Regions from separate parts of the Callithrix jacchus genome. Here region 2 is linked to region 1. A link is a contact called in public Hi-C data. All regions are on one chromosome and are shown on one strand. The core of a region is the stretch at or near the end of the contact, and the rest is flanking DNA. Distances in the headings are between cores, read along the strand shown. Region 1 has its middle 17 kb from the start of SLC27A3. Region 2 holds the start of RPS27 (ribosomal protein S27).

What was found. A called contact is a pair of places that touch in the nucleus more often than the background predicts.
Region 2: a contact with region 1 is called in a Hi-C map of skeletal muscle, with 4 times the contacts expected there. The contact joins the promoter of RPS27 here to the enhancer-like site in region 1. A contact is called at or near these places in 3 of 3 Hi-C or Micro-C datasets (induced pluripotent stem cells and skeletal muscle).

Annotation. Positions count from the first base shown.
Region 1 is chr18:14,212,216-14,215,488 of calJac240_pri, forward strand. No RefSeq gene overlaps it. Among named protein-coding and RNA genes, the nearest start is that of SLC27A3, 17 kb to the left of the region's middle. Within about 2 kb of position 1,731, at least 16 of the 16 cell types and tissues checked have an H3K27ac peak or open chromatin away from gene starts, as enhancers often do. A contact at or near this core is called in skeletal muscle, where this site is marked.
Region 2 is chr18:14,420,360-14,423,599 of calJac240_pri, forward strand. RPS27 (ribosomal protein S27) reads left to right here and starts at 1,874. Exons shown (of 4, transcript XM_078355792.1): 1 at 1,874-2,141; 2 at 2,222-2,330; 3 at 2,663-2,773; 4 at 3,235-3,240. The coding sequence starts at 2,312. RAB13 (RAB13, member RAS oncogene family) reads right to left here and starts at 1,822. Exons shown (of 8, transcript XM_035279951.2): 1 at 1,673-1,822.

The DNA of each region.
Region 1 (3,273 bases), core at 481-2,980:
AACCGTGCAATCTCGGCTCACTGCAACCTCCGCCTCCTGGATTCAGGCAATTCTCCTGCCTCAGCCTCCTGAGTAGCTGGGATTACAGGCACGCGCCACCAGGCCCAGCTAATTTTTTGTGTTTTTAGTAGAGACGGGGTTTCACCATGTTGATCAGGATGGTCTCGATCTCTTGACCTCATGATCCACCCGCCTCAGCCTCCCAAAGTGCTGGGATTACAGGCTTGAGGCACCGCGCCCGGCCTGACAACCAGATATTTTGCATCTCCTGAATGCAGTGTGCAGCATAAAACACCACCTAGAAAATCTTCTTGCCTAGAAGTGGAACCTGAATAAACCAAGCCTCTGGGCCAACATCCATATATAGAGGAACGTATTCAATAGCACCAAAAAAATAATAATAACAAACAGATCCAGAACATGCGAAATTTTACTGGAAAATTTACCCAGTCTCTTCAACAACCCAATGACTATAAGGGTGAGGGCTGGGGGTGTTTGTATTTGCTAAGATCATTATGAAGCATAATAATCAGCCAGGTGCGGTGGCTCACACCTGTGATCCTAGCACTTTGGGAGGCTGAGGTGGGTGGATCACCTGAGGTCAGTTCAAAACCAGCCTGGCCATCATGGTGAAACCACATCTTAAAAAAAAAAAAAAAAGAAGCCTAATAATCAAATGGAGTGTATAAACCTTGTTCTTGATTGAAAACAAAACAAACAAAAAAAAAACCAGAACGTCATTTTTGAGACAATCAGGGATTATTTGGTTAAGGACTAGGTATTAGATGATATTAAGGAATTGTTATTAATTTTGTTATATGTGATAATGGCATTGTGGTTATGAAGAAAACGTTGTAATTTTTTTCTTTGTTGAGACAGGGTCCTCACTCTGTCCCCCAGGCTGGAGTGCAGTGGCGCTTTCGTGGCGCTTTCTTGGCTCACTGCAACCTCTGCTTCCCAGGCTCAAACGATCCTCCTGTTTCGGCTTCCCGAATAGCTGGAACTGCAGGTGTGCTACCACGCCCGGCTAATTTTTTGTAGAGATGGGGTTTTGCCACATTGCCCAGGCTGACCTCAAGTGAGCAAGTGCTGGGATGACAGGCGCGAACCACCACGCCGGGGCCCTCCTCCCCTTAACAAACATTTACCGGGAGGCCATCCTGTGCCAGACTCTGCTCAGGACACACAGCAGGGAGCACCACAAAGCCCCCGGCCCCCTGGAGCTCGCTCGGGGCGGGGGGGGGGGGGACACGCACGAAAGCCGGTGTGAAATGCCGCGCCCTGGAGTGACTATCAGAGACGGAGCCCACAGGAGTCGTCCGTTCGTTTCCTGCGGGGGCTATAACGGATTACCACAGACAGGGCTTCAAACCTGAATGTCTGATCTGATAGTTTTGCAGTCAGACGTCTGACAGGGCTCCCTGACCTAAAATCCAGCCCGACCCCGGCGGGGCTGCGTTTCCTTCTGGAAGCTGTAGGGGCGCACGCGCTTCCTCACCTTTTCCGGTTTCTCGCGGCCACCCGGCGTCCCCGGCTGTGGCCCCTTCCTCCCGCACGGGGTGCCTCTGACTCTCCTCCGCCTTCCTCTTCTGCTTTTAAGGACTCTCATGATGACATCAGGCCCACCTGGGTAATCCTGAGCACCTCTTTAGGATCAGCTGTAGCAGCCTTCACTTCCCCTTGCCATGTAACTGAGCACATTCTTAGGTTCCGGGGTGAGGACGTGGATCTCTCCAGGGCCCTATTCTGCCGACCACGGATGGGGAGACCGGTGAAGATGGGCAGAGCCAGGCGGAGGCAGAAAAAAGGCTCGGAGAGAGGCAGAGGTCCGGGCTGAGAGGAGAGAGAGAGGAGTGGCTGAGAAAGGAGACAGTGTCGCGGGTGCGCCTGGGGGGCTTTCGGGGGATTCTTTCTGCCAGCTGAGTCTTTCCAGGGACGTTATTCCAGGAAAGCCTGGGCAGCTGTGAAACCTCAGACGACGCCAGAGATTGAAACGTTCGAGATTGAGCCAATAGGCAATTGTCGGAGAGGAAGGGAAGGAGGGCTGCTCTCAGCAGTTTCCTGAGCTCAAGGCTATTCGGGGCTCCGTATCTGGGCTGGGAGTGTGGGTCTATACCCTTGGGGGCAGAAGGGAGGCTTTAATCAAATTCTCAAAGGGGCCTGGGACCAATAAAGTTAACTCCTGTTTGAGGGTTATAAAAGGAAGTGCTTGGAATGTAAAATGCTGCAGTCACTGTGGAAGACAGTTTGGCAGTTCCTCAAAATATAGTTACTATGTGACCCAGCGGCTCCATTCCATGCCCGGGAGAACGGAAGTCATCCATCCACACAAAAACCTATGCAGGGCTGTTTGTAGCAGCATCGCTCATAATAGCCAAAAGTGGAAACAACCCTAATGTCAGTCTCCTGATGAGCAGATAAACAAAATGTAGTATATCCGTGCAATGGAATCTTATTCAGGCGTTAAAAAGAATGAAGTTCTGAGACAGGATACAACATGGATGAAACTTGAAGACACCATGCTAAGTGAAATACGCCAGGCAGGAAAGGACAAATATATGATTCCACTGTATGTAAGATACCCAGAGTAGTCAAATTCATAGAAACAGAAAATCTAATGGTGATTGGCAGGAGCTGAGAGAGGGCAGATGGGAGTGAATGTTAGTGGGTATAAGTTTCTTTTTGGGGTGATTCAATGTTTTAAAATAATTGCAGTCGTGCAACTGAACGTATACTGAAAGCCACTGAATTCCTGACATGGGTGATGGTGAAATTTCTGCTATGTCAATTATATCTCAGTAAAACGGTTCCAAGAAAAAAGAGGAAGTGGGCCAGACACAGCTGCTCACGCCTATAATCCCAGCACTTTGGGAGGCTGAGGTGGGAGAATTGCTTGAATCCAGGAGTTCAAGACCAGCCTGGGCGATAGAGTGAGACCCATCTCTACATACCTATGAAAAAATGTTTAACATTGCGTATCGAGGTAACACACACCTACAGTCCCAGCTACTTGGGAGGCTGAGGGGGAAGAATCGTTCGAGCCCAGGAGGTGGAGATCGCAGTGAGCTGTGATCTTGCCAGTGTACTTCAGCTTGGGCAGCAGAGTGAGACACTGTCTCAAAAAATAAATTTTCTCTTTTCTTTTCTACTTTTTTTTTGAGACAGAGTTTCACTCTTGTTATGCAGGCTGGAGTGCAATGGCGCGATCTCGGCTCACCACAACCTCTGAGCAATTCTCCTGCCTCAGCCTCCTGAGTAGCTGGGACTACAGGC
Region 2 (3,240 bases), core at 624-3,123, 210 kb after region 1:
TCAAGCAATCCTCCCACCTCAGCCTCCCAAAGTGCTGAGATTACACTATGGTGTGGGCCACCATATTCAGCTTCACCAGTCCCTTAAATTCTCTTCAATTTTTGTGAATTAACCTGATAAATCCCTGTTATTTTTTCTTTTTATCTCATTTTGCCTGGATCTGGACTTTTCATCCTCAACAATACATTATTCTTGCTCACCTCTCTGAAGTGTACTTTTGCTGGTGTATACCTACTTTCACTGGAACCTGATTTTTTTTTTTTTTTGACAGAGTCTCACTCTTGTTGCCGAGGCTGGAGTGCAATGGCATGGTCTCAGCTCACTGCAAGCTCTTCCACTGCGATTCAAGCGATTCTCCTGCCTCAGCCTCCCAAGTAGCTGAGATTACAGGTGCCTGCCACCATGCTGTCAGGTCTCCATATGCAAGCCTGGAGCCTGAAAGTCTGAAGTTCTGCTTGCCTCAGCTGATGTCTCCCATACCCCCCATCCCTCCCCCTACCTCGCTATTGTCCCTAATTGCCCAGCAGCGGAGCTTCCCCACAAGCCCCTCACCCAACCCTGCCATCTTATCTGTTCTCATGATAATGTAAATACCTCTCACCCAACCCTGCCATTGTAACTGAACTTGTGGTCATGTATACTTGTCCTTGCCCCTACCGCCCAAACACTGTAACTGAACTTACTCTGCAACACCCCTGCCCCCCAAGAAACTACCCAAACCTATAAAACCAACTCCTATCCAACCGCCCTTTGCTAATGCCCTTTTTGGCCTTAGCCCACCTGCACCCAGGTGAATAAACAGCCATGTTGCTCACACAAAGCCTGTTTGGAAGGTTTCTTCATTCAAAGCGCGCGTTTTTCAACACACGGCCGGTTAATATTTGTATTTTTAGTAGAGACGGGTTTCACCACGTTGGCCAGGCTGGTCTCGAACTCCTGACCTCAAGTGATCCACCCTCCTAGGCCTCCCAAAGTGCTGGGATAACAGGCGTGACCCACCGCGCCTGTTGTTAAATATGGGTAAATTAAAACAACAGAAAAAGAGTTAGGAATATAAGTAAATTCTGAACACTGCACTGGCCTCTGAAAAAGAAAGAAAAAAAAATAATATCGGTAATTAAAAAATAGTACAGAAGCTAGGTGGTGCAGTGAGCCAAGATCGCACCACTGACTCCAGCCTGGGCGATAGAGGGAGACTGTGTCTCATAAATAAATAAATACATTTTTTAATAGGCCGGGTGCGGTGGCTCACCCCTGTAATCCCAGCAGTTTGGGAAGCCGAGGCCGGTTCACGATGTCAAGAGATCGAGATCATCCAGGCCAACATGGTGAAACCTCGTCTCTACTAAAAAATACAAAAAATTAGCTGGGCGAGGTGGCGCGCGCCTCTAGTTCCAGCTACTCGGGAGGCTGAGGCAGGAGAATTGCTTGAACCTGGGAGGCGAGACTGCAGTGAGCCGAGGTCGCGCCACTGCTCTCCAGCCTGGCGCCTGGTGACAGAGTGAAACTGTCTCAAAAAAAAAAAAAAAAAGAAAAAAAAAGTACGTAACTCTGGGATATGGTTCCTTCTCCTTGGTGTTTTCCTCACTTTCCTATTAGGCTTCAATTGTCAAGATATGGCACAAAATTTTAAAAGTGTCCATTTATCCCTTGATAGTGATCAAACGCTGACCTCAGGATAGCAAGGTAGCGCTCTCAGCATGGTGACGCATCTGTGTCACAACCATCAGTTAAAGACCTTCCGAAAATGACAGCTCCCTTGTCTCCTCACCGCGGCAGAGCCAAGTAGGACCTTCCAAACATGGCGGCACAAGAGTCTTGCGTCATTTCCTGTAGTGTGTCCAATATAAGGGGCAGGATTTCCGCTTTCGCTCCTTTCCGGCGGTGACGATCTACGCACGAGAACATGCCTGTGAGTGCTTTGGTCCAGGTTTCGGCGGAGATCTCGCTCTTCTGTTCGCACGCTCCCCTCCCGCTGATTTCGGATCGCAGAGGGTCCTCATTTGCCCTCTGCACTTAGGACATTAACTCCAGGGACCGCAGCGGTCCACGGGCCACCCGCATAGACGGGAGCGGAGAGGAGATAAGATGGCGGCCCAGCTGCGCAGACATCAGGGGCGGCGAGGGGCGAGCTCTCCCCGGTGTGTGACAGTCGGGGCTGTTTTCGAGCATCCCATTTTCGCCGTTGGTTTCTAAATCTCTGCATTTCTGTCCTTCTTAGCTAGCAAAGGATCTCCTTCATCCGTCTCCAGAAGAGGAGAAGAGGAAACACAAGAAGAAACGCCTGGTGCAAAGCCCCAATTCCTACTTCATGGATGTGAAATGCCCAGGTGAGGAGACGGCTTGCTGTAGTGGGGAAAGCACTGGACCTCAACACTTGGAAAAAGTTGAGTGAGCTGTGTCGTATTCGTGAAGCTGTCCAGCAGCTTCAGTTTCTTCGCCTGTGAAAAATTTTTCCTGATACTCTTAAAATTAGGATGTATGAGACTGGCAACGTTTTGCATCTTAGGAGGAGTGATTCATTTCAGCGTGATCCCCCATCACGTTTCACATCCAATCCCTATCTTTTTTTGTGTTGGGAAACAGTAATGGAGTTGGGCATAAATGCCGGAAAGATACGGGTGTAGTAGAGGAAGAAAATGTTAATCTGTTTTTTTTTTAGGATGCTATAAAATCACCACGGTCTTCAGCCATGCACAAACGGTAGTTTTGTGTGTTGGTTGCTCCACTGTCCTCTGCCAGCCTACAGGAGGAAAAGCAAGGCTTACAGAAGGTAAATGGTTTACTAATGTGATTTGGGGCTTTGTTTTTCTTTTTTGTTTTGTTTGAGTTTTTGCTTTATAGAAATGAAAACACTTCTCAGGATCTTTCAATTTTCGTTTTTTTTTTTTTCCTTTGGATATTTCAATCTTAGAGTGACAAAGATTATGTATAATGTAAACTTTCAGACAAGAAGTGTTGGATTTGATGGTTTTTTTCTTTAAGTAGATACTACCAAAAACTACATACTAATCTCAAAGCACTACTGTCTAAAGCTGGGGTCAATGGGCAGTAAAAGGGCTCAAGTTGATATGAAGTGACCCAAATGATATAAATGATTCTGTAGCTAAAACTTCAGAAAAATAAAGATGTAGCTTTCTGTGGGTGGATCTCCTGGCATCTGCTTGTTTCGTGGGGGAGGTGGGCAGAATACCTGGGCTGTCATCAGCTAATCTCTGAACCTTTTTCCTCCAGGATGTT